Linked DNA regions of Anas platyrhynchos: region 2 is linked to region 1. A link is a contact called in public Hi-C data. All regions are on one chromosome and are shown on one strand. Each heading gives the region's core, a stretch centred on a gene start, on an enhancer-like site or on the middle of the called end of the contact. The rest is flanking DNA. Distances are from core to core; before and after follow the strand shown. Region 1 overlaps RAP2B (RAP2B, member of RAS oncogene family). Region 2 overlaps ARHGEF26 (Rho guanine nucleotide exchange factor 26).

The links. Hi-C and Micro-C count contacts between places; a contact is called where the count stands out from the background.
Region 2: a Hi-C map of subcutaneous adipose tissue shows a contact between it and region 1, with 2.7 times the contacts expected there. The contact joins two enhancer-like sites. A contact is called at or near these places in 2 of 8 Hi-C or Micro-C datasets (liver and subcutaneous adipose tissue).

The regions. Positions count from the first base shown.
Region 1 is chr9:1,030,842-1,037,495 of IASCAAS_PekinDuck_T2T, reverse strand. It overlaps RAP2B (RAP2B, member of RAS oncogene family), which reads right to left. Exons shown (of 15, transcript XM_072042588.1): 12 at 4,563-4,662; 13 at 3,457-4,083; 14 at 358-479. Among named protein-coding and RNA genes, the nearest start is that of ARHGEF26, 23 kb to the left of the region's middle. Within about 2 kb of position 3,580, at least 4 of the 8 cell types and tissues checked have an H3K27ac peak or open chromatin away from gene starts, as enhancers often do.
Region 2 is chr9:1,096,514-1,103,167 of IASCAAS_PekinDuck_T2T, reverse strand. It overlaps ARHGEF26 (Rho guanine nucleotide exchange factor 26), which reads right to left. Exons shown (of 14, transcript XM_027464549.3): 11 at 5,141-5,350; 12 at 570-637; 13 at 4-108. Among named protein-coding and RNA genes, the nearest start is that of DHX36, 25 kb to the left of the region's middle. Within about 2 kb of position 2,652, at least 3 of the 8 cell types and tissues checked have an H3K27ac peak or open chromatin away from gene starts, as enhancers often do.

The sequences.
Region 1 (6,654 bases), core at 2,331-4,830:
TCTCTCCTTATCTTCAGCCTTTGCTTATGCAAAAAGCAAGTCAAGGCTGCAGGCTCTGACTGGAGGTGTTGCAAGGGAGGAGACAGATTTAACAAGAATGCATTCCTTTTATAAAATTCTGTTGGCTTCACTGGAGACTTCAGACAAACATGCAAGTTTAGACTTCACATTAAAGCTCTGCTGCACATGACTCTTCCAGCTAGCCACAGCTTTATTTCTGTCTCTACCTGCTTGCCCTGAGATTAAGAAATAAAGACTGCCTGCTTAGAAAAAGCAGAGTTCTTGTTTCAAGAGAGCTTAACATATAAAAAAACGGTGCCATTTGTTTTGCAGTCTACAAGCATCTTCAGCTCTTACCTCTGGCTGCAGCACCAACATGCTATCGGTGTTTGTGGGGCGTGCACTTCACCTGACATCTGAGCAGCTCCTAGTGAGGTCACCTTCACTCCTTCAGGCTCCGACCTTTGATCCTCTGCAATCTGACATCATTAGACAAGGATAGCGTGCTGAGTCTTTGCCTCACGCAACTTCTTTATTATTTCTGCTTACTTATTTTGATTTACCACAACTAATGTAGGCAGTCTGACTCTCAGATCTAGGCTGTACAATGCACGGATGCATATGCACATACACAACAAACACCAGTATACAAATCAATTATAATACCAATAATTTCACTAACTCTGCTCTCTTCACACCTATTTTCCATTTTGATAAAGGTTTTTTTTTTAAAAAAAAAAAAACAACAACAATCAATACAATTAAAAAACAAACAAACAAAAAAATTCTTGAATTCTTTGAAACATTCTCCAAGATCAAACAGAGTGGTAATGATGAGTGGGTAGGTGTGCAGCAGGAGGGTGGGCTGGCTCTGGGTTTCAGAAATCTCTTATCTCAATGAGCACACACCTGAGTGTGACAGAACAAGAAAAGCAAGACCAAGTAGGTGGGTGTCAGGCTGCTAAACTCTAGAGACCAGAGATAACACCTTCCCCAGTGCTGGGAGGCAGCTGGGTCCCTGCTCGCTGCTGCACCCACCCTGCAAACCACCAGCCCTGGGCCAGCCTGCCTTATGGGGTGATGGTGTTTTAAAATTATGAAAAAGTCCCTTGGGTTTCCCATCCTCACTGGGCCGTCCATGCTATTGCCCCTGTCCCCACCAGGCTCACCTTGAGAACCGGGTGCTGCTGGGCCCAGCAGAGCAGCACACACGGCAGCCCGTAGAGAGCCCTGAAGTGGGGCTGCTGCAGGACCTGAGCTGCGCAGGCGGCGATCCCAGCAGAACCTGCCCCTTTCTGCAGGTAAAACCTACCTCCAGGAGCACCACGGGACCCACAAGAACCCAGAGTGATGCAAAGTCTGCTCCCACACGGCTTCCAGCACAAAGACAGCTTCCACTTGGGAGCCCGAGGCAGGTTTGGACCTCTGGCACTGAGTATGTCCAAGGGGAGGCGTTAGATACAGCCACAGCTTGAGAAGTGGCAAGCCATCAGGGAGTTGTATTGGTTTGGGTGAAAATTAAATAAAGGCAGCTAATCTCTTAGGAGAAAGCTAATGGCAGAGTACGGCCTCACATGTTTATCCAGGGTCTCTGGAGAAGTACTTGGAGCATTTACCATGTAGAAAAGCAAGCCAACCATCTATTTTTAAACTCACTTGATTCAACACATATGGGGCTGAATTCTTTTAGAAGTAATGTCCTTCTGATGTAGTTATTGAAATTGCCACTAGACAGGGCTGTTTATCTTATTTTTAACCTCAGAAATATTTATGAGCCCAGCGATGTGCTAGAAGGCCAAGAGGAGTTTGTGCTACAGACTCCATGAAAAGGGCACATGGCTCTGCAGCTCACGGCGCTGGCGCCAGGCTGCAGTTTTTGCATTATGCTATTTATAAGCTTCTCGCTGGAGCCGAGGGGCTACATCTGCAATGCATAAATTCTCTAGTCATTTACCAAGAGCTAGTGATAAAGAGATGACAGATTAAAAAAAAATATATCCAGTTCTTCCTCCGTTAAACTACACTGTGTGTCTGTGGGATGTGAAAATAAGCAACACATCTGGAGATCTGCGCAGACTGTGACAAGGCACTGATTGTGCAGCTTACTGACAAACACATTTTGCCAGGAAATTTTTGGAAAGGTGCCACCAATTGTACCTCTGGGAGACAGAAAGGTTTCAGTTCCAGGTAGGTGACACACAGTCAGTAAGTCACCATGTTAGTGCCAGCACACCAGACTCAAGAGCTAGGACAATGCAAACTTCTTAAAATACTGTACTGTAGTTTGACCACTAGGTAATGACATGTCTCATTGCATATGCCTTGCTATCCCTGTGCTCTGATGCCCCTCCAAAGCAGCGGTTCCAGCCATCAAGTAATGCAGAAATGGGGTTAAATGCCAGTTGGCATCCGTGGAGCTATGCCAGTTTGTATCATCCAATTATCCAGCCTTTTGTGATAAACTCGGGGTAAAACACATTGTCTTTAAATCAAAGTAAGCACTCATTTTGAGATGAAGCAGACAGAGACCAGCATTTTCCGAGGGCTCACGCCCTGATTTACATTGCAGGCAACCGGGAGCAGGAACTTCTGGAATTTCTGCAGCTGTAGCTACAGCACTGATTTCATGTTGTGACTGCAACTCAAACAGCTGTGAGCCACAGCCAGCACTCATGTAGAGTCCATGTAGAGAGTAAGAGAGGTTGGTGTGCTATCCGAAGTTTTAATTCACTTCCCTGCTGGTATGGGACACGGGTTATACGGTTCCATTTTAGTGTCAGGCACAGTAAGTGGGCAGGCACCGGCTGCTAGGCTCTCTCTGAGGTCCTGTGAAGGCTACAACAGGACTTGAAGTGCCTAAATGCTGCACTGCAGGTAATGCATTTGTTGCTTCAGAAAACAATCATAAAGCCTTTGGCTCTTTCTCCTCCCTGACTCAGCTGCATCTCACTTCCACACGCATGGCCCAAGGCCGGCAGTGCAAGCAGCCAGCCCCGCGCTGTGGGAGCAGGCCTGGGCGGCCGAGCTCCAGCAGCACCCAGCGTACACACACCCCTGGCTCAAAGCGTGGCCGTGCCAAGCTACCAGCCTGACTCAGGGCTCCTCGCCCGCCCTGCACGAAGCAGGTGCCGCATACATGGAGTTTGGCATTGCCCTGCAGCCCGTTCCTCCTCCTGGAGGCACACCCGAGGCCCGAGGCCAAGCTGCGCCATGCCCACGCTCACAGGTCCCGGGGAGCAGGAGGAGCGGGGCAGCGGGCAGCAGCCAGGTGCCAGGATCCTGCCCACTCCCACTCGGGACAGAAGAGCCAAACTGCACCTTCTGCCCCGGGGCAAAGTGCACAGGCACAGCCCAGCCACCAGCACGTAAACGGAGGCTAATTCATTATCTGCTATTCCCAGCACTAAGCATTTCTGTGAAGCTTCGGAGCTCAGTGGCAGTTCCTGCACCTGTTACCTGGCTTGTGGGTCACTCCTCAACTCTTGCAGAATTTTTGGCTGACAGCAAGGAGGGTTCACAGCCGTCTGTAAGCTGAATGCTCATATCCAGCTGCTGGGCACAAACAAGGAAGTAATGATCCTTTTGTCAGCTTCAGTGATGACCTTTGGACATTGGCAAAGGACTGGTCAGCTCTGGCAGATGTGTAATGCAGAAATATGCTTCTGCAGCTGTGTAAGGGAAACACTGCAAGAAAGATACAAACAGGAGGATGGACCTAGAAGGCAAAACTGACAACATAGATAAATACAGGAGCACGGGGCATGCCCGTGAATTATTGTGCTTCGTGCAGTTTATCTCTGGAATTTGCCACTTGCCCATACAGAACCTCGGGCTTCTGCTCAGTTCTGTGTTTCCTGCCTGCCCCTAGACTTCAGTTCTGTAAATGAGTAACTGAATATCTCAGCTGTCTGTGCAGATGAATACCCTACCGACCGTGAAGAACTCTGATCTTGTGGGGACAGGAATGTATCGGTGAGGGGAGAGCAGGATGGAGTTCAGCTTCATCCTGTCCTAGGGGTTGCTTCCATTCATTTTGTATTCCATCCTGAGTTTTTATTCCTGCTGCCACATTTGTATGGAGACCTGTGAAAACAAATTAAAAACCTGCTAATCCTAGTGCCAAAGCCATTTTCACATATAATCTTTTGAAATATATACATAGAAATATGAACTTGGAATGAAAGTTAGATCTTGAAACATGAGTGCAATGAGTTGATTTACTCTATATATACCCAAGGTATCAGATTTTCATAATCTTCAAGGAAAATGCAGATTAGAGATATTCTGATTCTGTGACATTGCCAAAAGAATGTCAAAACAGAAGGTTGTTTATTATCATCACTCAAAACAATAACTCGGAAGTAAAAATTAACTTTGTCTGGAACATCTCTCATTCTTTATTTGGAATTAAGCTCCTGATGTGTTTTTCAAAATCTGATCAAAGCACAAGATATAAACTAACATTCCCTTGTATTCTATCTAGGAAATAAATGTTTCACTTTATTCTAGCTCATTCTCCTCTGAGATAGCTACACGGAATGGTGTCAAGCCTTTACTCTTACCTGGTATTCCCAGATCTTGGTGTCCTGAAACACAGTTCTGCCGTGGGACTTCTGCAAGAACACAAGCTTCTTATCCCTGGCTTTCAGTTACAAGGATGCACTATAAAAGCACAGGAGGAGATTAAATCACCAGCAAAATGAAACAAAAATACATAACTCTTAATTCTAAGTACTATGGTGACATCTGAGTATAATCTGTCTTAGAAAATTACACATTCACATTCTACTGGGCTGGTTTTTTTTTTGTTGTTTGTTTGGTTTTTTCCCCCACTAAGATTATATGGGTATTTGAAGAAGTGGCAATCATAGCAACAAAATCTCATTTGTAATATAAATACCTATTGTACCATTGTCTTCAGTGAAACTGCAATTCACACTGGATCAGGGTTTGCTTAGGGTATTATGTAGCACAGAACACTGGTAAACAAAAAACTAAATCTCCTATTGATGTCTGTCTGGAACAATTAATTGCACAAATGACTCTTGGGATACAGGATTCAGAAATACCCAAAGACAGGGAATTTTTCAGTTCTTTACGTGTTTGCCAGGTTTGCCAGAGTTAAGGACTGAGCACACTTCTGTGTGGGGTACAAATGTGGGCTCTCCTCAAATTCTGTGCTCTTCTTTCTGCTTAATTAAAGACCAAGACCCAAGCAGTCACTCCTGCACCATATAACAGCTGGGTAATCCTTGGATTTTTAAAGATAAAACCCTAATTGTGACACCACAAAATTCAGTCACAACTGCATCCAACTGACAGCCTCCTGCTGCTCCTCTGGTGCAGGCCATTGCTCTCTCCATTCTTTGCTCCTCCCAGGCATTTTTGTGTCTGCCCACCTGCCAGGACACCAAGCTGATGACTGGATATTGCAGTCATCGAGACCAGAGCAATATCTGATGTGCCTAGAAGACCACTATGGGTAAGCAGTATCTCTAGATTTTTTCCACAGCCTTTGGCAAGCAATAAAATGCAAAGCTCACTTTGAACAGCCTCAACAGCTATGGCTGGGAGTTGTTGTCTTCTGACAATTAATCTTGGGCACTTTGTTCCAGATTTACCAGCAATCAAGGCTTGATTTAGGCCACTTCTCCTTGGCAATCACACTGCAAAGTACATACCTGTTGACTTGCTGTCATCTGTCATTTAGCAGGAGAGAAGAAAAAAAGGCTCAGAAAAGATCTAGTTTTCTCACAATAGATAAGCATGCAAACAGGGCAATGTGTTGAACGTTTCTTACTGACATCTTGAATCTACCCAAAACAACATTTGAATGCTTTTGGAAGAAGAGAATGTAATAAAGAACCACCCACACGGTATCTACTCTGAAACGCAGATTTTGCTTGCGTGCGAAACAAACCTCTGAAGGCAGAATAATGCCATGAGAAAGGAATTAAGAAAAAAAGTATCTGGGCATTTGGTAAATGGCTAATAAGCGTGGAATGAAGTTACTTCAGATTAACTGAGAAGACCACAATTTAACAGTTGTGTCGACCAAGCTTTAGACTTTCATGAGGTATATAACAAAGTGATTTTTATTAGGAGGTTTGATCCGCTGTGAGATGCTCCCAGCTTCCCTAGCAATAGCCCTACACCTCAACTCACAGCTCAGCCACCCCAAGAGTACAGCCCCTCCCCAAAATTGTCCTCCACTCACCTGAAAACAGTCACGGAGGTAATCAGTGACACACTTCCAGGTGTTTTCACTGAACTTAACCCTGAATTTTGAGCCCCGAAGGGACTGTCAGCTTGTACTGGATGGAGAAGCTTTAAGAGCCATGGTCAGTGCCCCAGGCAGTGGGGGAGCACACGATGCTGCTGCCTGTTATCCTAACCCAGCTCCCTCCACCAGGAAGGTGTGGATAAAGAAATTGGTTCACGACTAGAGTGTGAAGGAAGTTCTTGAAGGAAGGGAAGAAAAGGCCTTAAAATACATTTTAGATGTGGTTTCTGTTTTGCAGTTTTCTGGGAAATAAGGCTTACCAGTTCCCTGTGGCAGTTTGATTGAGGAACAAGCATTTCAGCACTACTTGCTTCCCTCAGAACAAACTAATGATATCTTTGAGGTGATACTTCTGCAAAACACAGCTCCTA
Region 2 (6,654 bases), core at 1,403-3,902, 67 kb before region 1:
CACCATCATTCACTTTTTGATAAACCAGAACAACATCAGCAACTTGGAGAGACAGCTCGTCTGACTGCTTTGCTGTGTAAGTTCTGATGATCTCTACCTGAGTCAAAGCTGGGGAAGAAAAAGAAAAGAAAGGCTGAATTACAATATTTCCATTTCAAGTCTTCTATTCAAACATGTATATAATTGATTTGAAGAAATCAGTGTGTCTTAGCACATGCCCTGCCCCACCCCGCCTGCCATGCAGGTGGCAGCAAATGATGCAGATGGCTTCCCACCTGAGCAACTGCACACAAACTTGGGTTAAACACAAAGAAGGGAGCTTTGCTCTTGGTAACAGATGGAAACAACTGACCAGTGTTAATAAATGCAAACAGAAATAACTGGGCAAAACAAAACTCCTCAAAGAAGGAAGCGATGACAGCTTCATGTATATTAAAGTAACACAGCCCAGGAAAAGAAAGGTGACATTTTTAAGGATAGAGCCTGTGTTTGCTCAAATCCCCGCTAAGGGGCAGTGCACTTCTATTCTCATGTCAGAGTGCTCAGAAATCTCAGTACTTGCAACTTACTCGTTCTGTCAGTCTTCTGCCCATCTCTGTCTTGCCCAAGCACCGTAATCCAGCGAGCTCTTTCGCTTCTGCAAACAGCAAAAACAAAATTCAGTTTCCCAACTCATGCTCTTGAACAATGATCAAGACTACTCCCTTTTCAAGGTTCTGTATTTAAATTCTTCCTCTTATTGTGAAAGAAAAACTAAACATAACCTCCTTTCTCCTCCTCTCAAAACATGGCCAGGTGTGATACTACTTCTTGTAATAACACTCTTCAAACACAAACATTTTAAGCATGTTAGAGTAGAAAAAATGCCTATACACACATGGTTCTTACTGGCATCACATCTTACATACCCTTATTTTAATTATTTTTTAAGTAATGCAGGTAAACTTCTCTACTAGTGTCTGCGACTAATACTTATGACTAATATAAACAAAATTAAATAATCCACTTGAATTTTCTTCTTCAAAATTTTGTCTTTAGATAACTTGAGTTTTTAACTAAAAATAGTAACATCTGTCGTCTGCAGTTGTTCATTTTTTGAAAATCTGAAACCAGTGCTAAACTTGTGTCTCAACCACAGTAAGAAAACATATACAATTTTGCACAACCTTAATTTTGTTCTTATTTTTAGAAACATGTTATTTACAGATCCGTATTTTCCTATAACCAGTCTTAATAAGAAAATTACATTTCCTTTCAAACAACTCTTAAAAAATGGGATAATACCAGACTGCCTTCCTATCTAAGTATGTGTTTCTTCATAAATCCACGTACACCAGATAGTTGGTGAACACAAAACAACTTTACTCCCACTGAAGTCACCCTCTCCCCAGAAGGCAGTGTTAAGCATGAATATGAAAAATCCAGTCCAAAAAACCACAGCTCTCAGCCAGACTAGGGAATCACAGAATCACAGAGTTGTCTAGGTTGGAAGACACCTCAAGATCCTCGAGTCCAACCTCTGACCAAAAAAGCCTTTGTCCTTCCATAGCTTTCCGTGTATTTTTCAAGGGAATCGATGTTACTTGTGTAAACAGACAGACCGGGAGACAAACACAAAAAGATGCCAGCGCCAGTGGATCATCTAATGCTAAGTGACCCTGTAATTTAACCCTCCACCTCCAGCAGCAGGCACAATTACAGCTGCTCCAGAGCTGTAATTCGGTGGGAACAGGCCACGAAAGACACATGAGGTTTGTGAGGAGCCTTCCCCTGATGCCACCCTCAGCTGCCGGCCGTGCCCCACCACCACAACGCTCCGGACCCTGCGCCTCTACTGCTGTACCTGGGAACCACGAGCCACACAAAGTGACACAACGCGATCAAACTGCGCTGGAAATCGTAGTCAACACAAACGTTTTGCTTTGAACATGCATCGCTCCGATCAGTGAGCGCTCTGAAGCGTCCAGCTGGGCCCTCCTCCTGCCGCTGCCCTCCCCATCGCGCTTGCCTCAAGTTACAAAAAGTTGGGATTGTCGGAGCCCTGAGCACACCACACACGGCAACGCTCTATTAAAAGTTTTCAAATCAAGGAGGTATTGTCAGAGACTTTTTCCCTTGAAAGATAATCTGATGGACTGCTATTTATATCACAAACCTTATATAGGCAAGCAGTAATATTCTGTAGAACAAAATGTCTTTTTATAAAAAGCCCAGACAACTAAAAATGTGCTTCATTTTTTTCCCAATAAAATCGCATTTCCAAGCAAGTCTGAATCATCTGCTTACTTTATAATAAGATCTTTAATAGGAATCATTAACGATCTATAGTTTCTTTCAGAGTTATTCTAAACTTTGAAAGCAAACCTAAAACTGTAAGTTTTTCCAGGCTGGGATGCGTCTGGAGCGTTCTGTTTCATGTCTTGTGTCCCGCCCCCAGCCTCCGCGGAACAGATACCATCTTTCACTTCTGTGAAGGGCTGTGTGGATGTTAATGGCACCACACAGAAGCGATGGCCTCTCCGAGACTCGCACCCGCAAGAACAAGACGCTGCTTGTTGCCCTTTTCTAAAGCAGAGCACTCCAGCACTGCCCCAGGAGAACAAGGACCACCTCTATCCAGCGCAGCTTCCCCGCGGCAGTGCCAAACTCCTCCTCCATCCCGTCCTGCAGTTTCCGCTCTGGTACAGGATTCACAAAGCTGCCCCGGGACAGCACCGCTCAGCACCGGACCCAACGCACTCCGGTCAGTGTTTGCTGCCACTTGCAGCGGTAAGTCCTGGAGAGGCAGCTGCACATCCAAGCGCCCTGCAGAAGGCAGGTGTACAGACTGCTTGCAACCACAGGACACTCGTTGCTCTCCACTTTACTTCAGGCACTTACCCCCTGGCCCCAGTGATTATTTGAGGGAAGTTCTCTGCTAACAGGCAAGCAAGGCAGAAAACCCACTGCTCAACTTCCAGCACTCAGAAGAAAATATTAGAGAAGTATTTGACCTATCATGTACTTATGCTACGACAACCAACAGCGATAACTCAGCCCCATTTGTAGTTCAAGTGGAAGCAGAACCACAGAGCATCCCAGTTGGAAGGGACCCAACAAGGGTCACCGAGCCCAGCTCCTGGTCCACACAGGGCCACCCAAAGCCCCAGCCACATCTCAGAGCGTTGTCATGTTTGTAGTATTTGGGTAACTAACCTTCATTGTCCACAGTCGTCTCTGGGATCTCAACAATGATCCAGAGACTTAGAGAAGCTCAAATGAAACTGCTCCAGAAACTGAGCACTTCACAATTTAAACTGGGAGTGTATGCAGGCAACGCAGGTTGGAAACGTTACGCAGAGAAGTTGAGCTATGCCACACACAAGTCACGTAGCTACAGAGGTATTGTGATGCTTAATAGAGACAGCACCTTAACACCAAGAGTGGCCAAGACCCGGAGCTGTGCCAGTCAGACCCTCTCTGTAAGCTCCAAAGACAGCCGGGTCCTGAGGGGCTGTGCCTGGGAGCCTCTGAACCTCGCACGGGAAAAACGCATCCAGGGCAAGGTGAAAGGTTAATGGCAGCTACACTGCTTACTCCGTCTTTAAAGTAATTTTAAACTACATTACCCGCCACTAAAGCCTGAGGTCATCCTACTGTAAGCAGCAAATAGAACAATAATTAACTTTCACTAGATTTGGCTTAATTAGAATGAGCTAATTATCTTGACGCTAAGTGAGGACTGCAAATGAGAGCACTGACAGCCTGTAGTCTGCTCTTTGCCCGAATCAGAAGGGTTGCATTTTAAGCTCAGTTTGGAAAACACCACCTTTAATTTTGTACATAAAAGCTTCTCCCCACGCTCCCCCCTCCAATCCCCCGTAAATCCCTGTCCTGCAGCCCTGGCATGTTTGCCTCACCAATAACCACCAGAAGGGATTCAGAAATCCAGCATTATTATTATCTTCAGCCTGGATTACCCTTCAGATACTCTGCTGTCTTCAGCAACATTACACTGACTTACACACCTTCCCTCTGATGAAAACCCTCTCCAACTAACATGCAACAAAAAGCCTTTACTGTTTAGGAATGGTCATGTCAGTTCTCCTTTTTTTTTTTTTTGCAAAAATAAGAAGTGTTAAACCTAAGGTTTTTGGTTCCTGTTTATGAGAAGCATTTTTACGCAAAGCTATCACAGATAATCTTTCAGCACCTTGAAGCAATGCACGACTGTAGTTCACTGTACCTTGCATCACCATGGACTCCTCTGCATTACCTCAATGTATTTTTTAGTTCCTTTTTTTGTTCCTTGCTGCATTACTTGGGGAAAAAACAGCACCACCAGCTTTGTACTTATCCATTTGGCTGCAGGTTTGGAAGAGGCAGCAAAATGTTTGCAGAAAGTCAGATGTGGCTTTGTGATGAGAACTCTATTTCAGACCACACCGTACAACATACAAGTGGAGCTTTGTCATCTCTCCTTTCTATTCTACCCTCTAATGGGCTCTCAATTTACTTATCCTAATGGTATTAATGTAACACACTGCAAGGCACGGCCACGCCATTACTCACTGGCTAGGGAGCTGGCAGTCTCTGAGGCAGAAGCACAGTTAATTCTTGGTCTGTAGACCTAGAACAATAGCACCTAGTAACAGATACTTCAGTTTACATAATTTTAGCGTGTGTACTCAATTTGCTATTATCCCTACAACATGACATCAAGAAAAGAGAATGACAATAACATGACAGGGACTTCAAACCCCTGAGCCCTGTCATGACACGATTATCCATGAGAAACTGAACCAGGTTTGGAGAGGCTCTATTTTATTCCAGTAAATATTTATTCCTCTATCTAGGATCTTACACAAGCTGCACATTCTTCTTCTCTGTCAATCATTAAAAAAACAGAAAGGCTTGTTCTGTTACCTTGCCTAGCTTCGGAAGTGCACACTTAATGGAATAAAAACAGTGCAAATCACAGCAGTCAGCAGGTGGAACAACAAACTCTCCAGCGTTGCTGAACAGGACGCCAGCGTGGCCCGTGATAAATACGGGGTCATTTTTAATGTAATCCTTCCTCGGTCACTGCTGATCAGATATCAACAACAACCTGTTGAGATGATCGGGTGAAAAATTACAGAAGTTATAACTATTTACTTACTGAGTGTCTGTTCCCAAGAGCATCTCCACCTTCTCTCCTGCGTGGTTACTGAGGACTGCCAATCTGAAGAGGTACACTGTAGCGCTCTGCCGCGAGTACAGCATAGCTGAAGTGTTCTTTACAGGAGAAGAGGTCAGGTCCTCACTGTCACACTGTTGTACCACGAGCTGATCCCTTAAAGAATAATCTGTGACATTGTAACTCTCTTCACTGTAAAACAAAGGAGAAAAACACAACATTAAAATGCTTAGTTTTCCACCAGGTGTGTGATTTCCCCTTCCTTGTTTGTTTTTAAGAAGTCAGTTCCGTTTTTAAACAACTTTTACGCAGCAATTGCTGCCTAGCCAAGGACAGAACTAGCAAAACCAGCTAGGGATGCTGTAGTCATTGGGATCCTGAACCTAAAAAGAAAGAAAAGTAGTGCATACATTTGCATAGTAAATAACGAATGCATTCCTAACTAATTAATCACCTGAGATAAACCTCTACAAATTCCTCTTATCTCCATTCAACAGAACAGCCTGCTTTGAACTCCTGAGGAGTCTTTATCTTTCTACCCCTGTGCTCTCCAGGAGGCCCACAGACTTCTCCTGACCAGCAGTGCACAGGTACGGCTGGTTGAGGGCTGGAGGCACTGCAGCCAGAGCAAGCAGATGGACGTAAATGGGGATGAAATCTTCCCACCAGGCAGTGCAGTAACAGGAGGGACATTTAACACATTTTTTAAAACGACAGTAATCAGCTAACACAGACGCACTGACGTGCACCTTCAGTTTATGGCTGAACTTTTTGCCAAACTCTTATTTTGACTCAGAACACAGAGCAACAGGGCTACTTTACATCCCCTCGCAAGGAAGGCCTGCACATCGTGGAGGCACTTTTATGAAGACCAGACACCAGTCCTAGGCCACCTATTCTTTAACAGAAAGCATGTGGTGATTCTCCCTATTTCCCTTATCACATGTATATATATTTAAAAAAAAAAAAAAAAAGCAGTAAATGTCCTTTATAAATCCTCAGCAATTTTTAATCACTTTTTTTTGTATGATTACTTTAGTTACAAAATCATTCCTGGCATCTTGGCTAAAAACGCATATTTTTTCAAGCAGCTGTGAACAGGTAACATTCCCAAGTAGTATTTAACCTTTGGGTGATTTCCAGTGTATGGGGTCCAGCTGCATTCCAATGTCAAGGCAATCTCAGGAGCTGACAAGCCATAGAGCCATGAAAACAGATGGGGTTATAGTGGTGTCCTTAGGGGATATTATGGGAGAGAAGAGTATTCAATAAATGTATCCTCATACAAAAACATACATCTCTTTGCAAGTCATCTGAAATCTTCTAAAAGATCTCAGGACTTTGCTGGTAGATGTTACGAATAGCTCAGTAAGCAGTGTTACTTTAGTTGGACACAACAGGACTTCATTAATTCTGGAGCTCCCTTGAGCTTCGCAGAGTGCAGAGCCAGCTCACAGACAACTCAGCATTACTGTCCAGAACATGCAACCACCTCT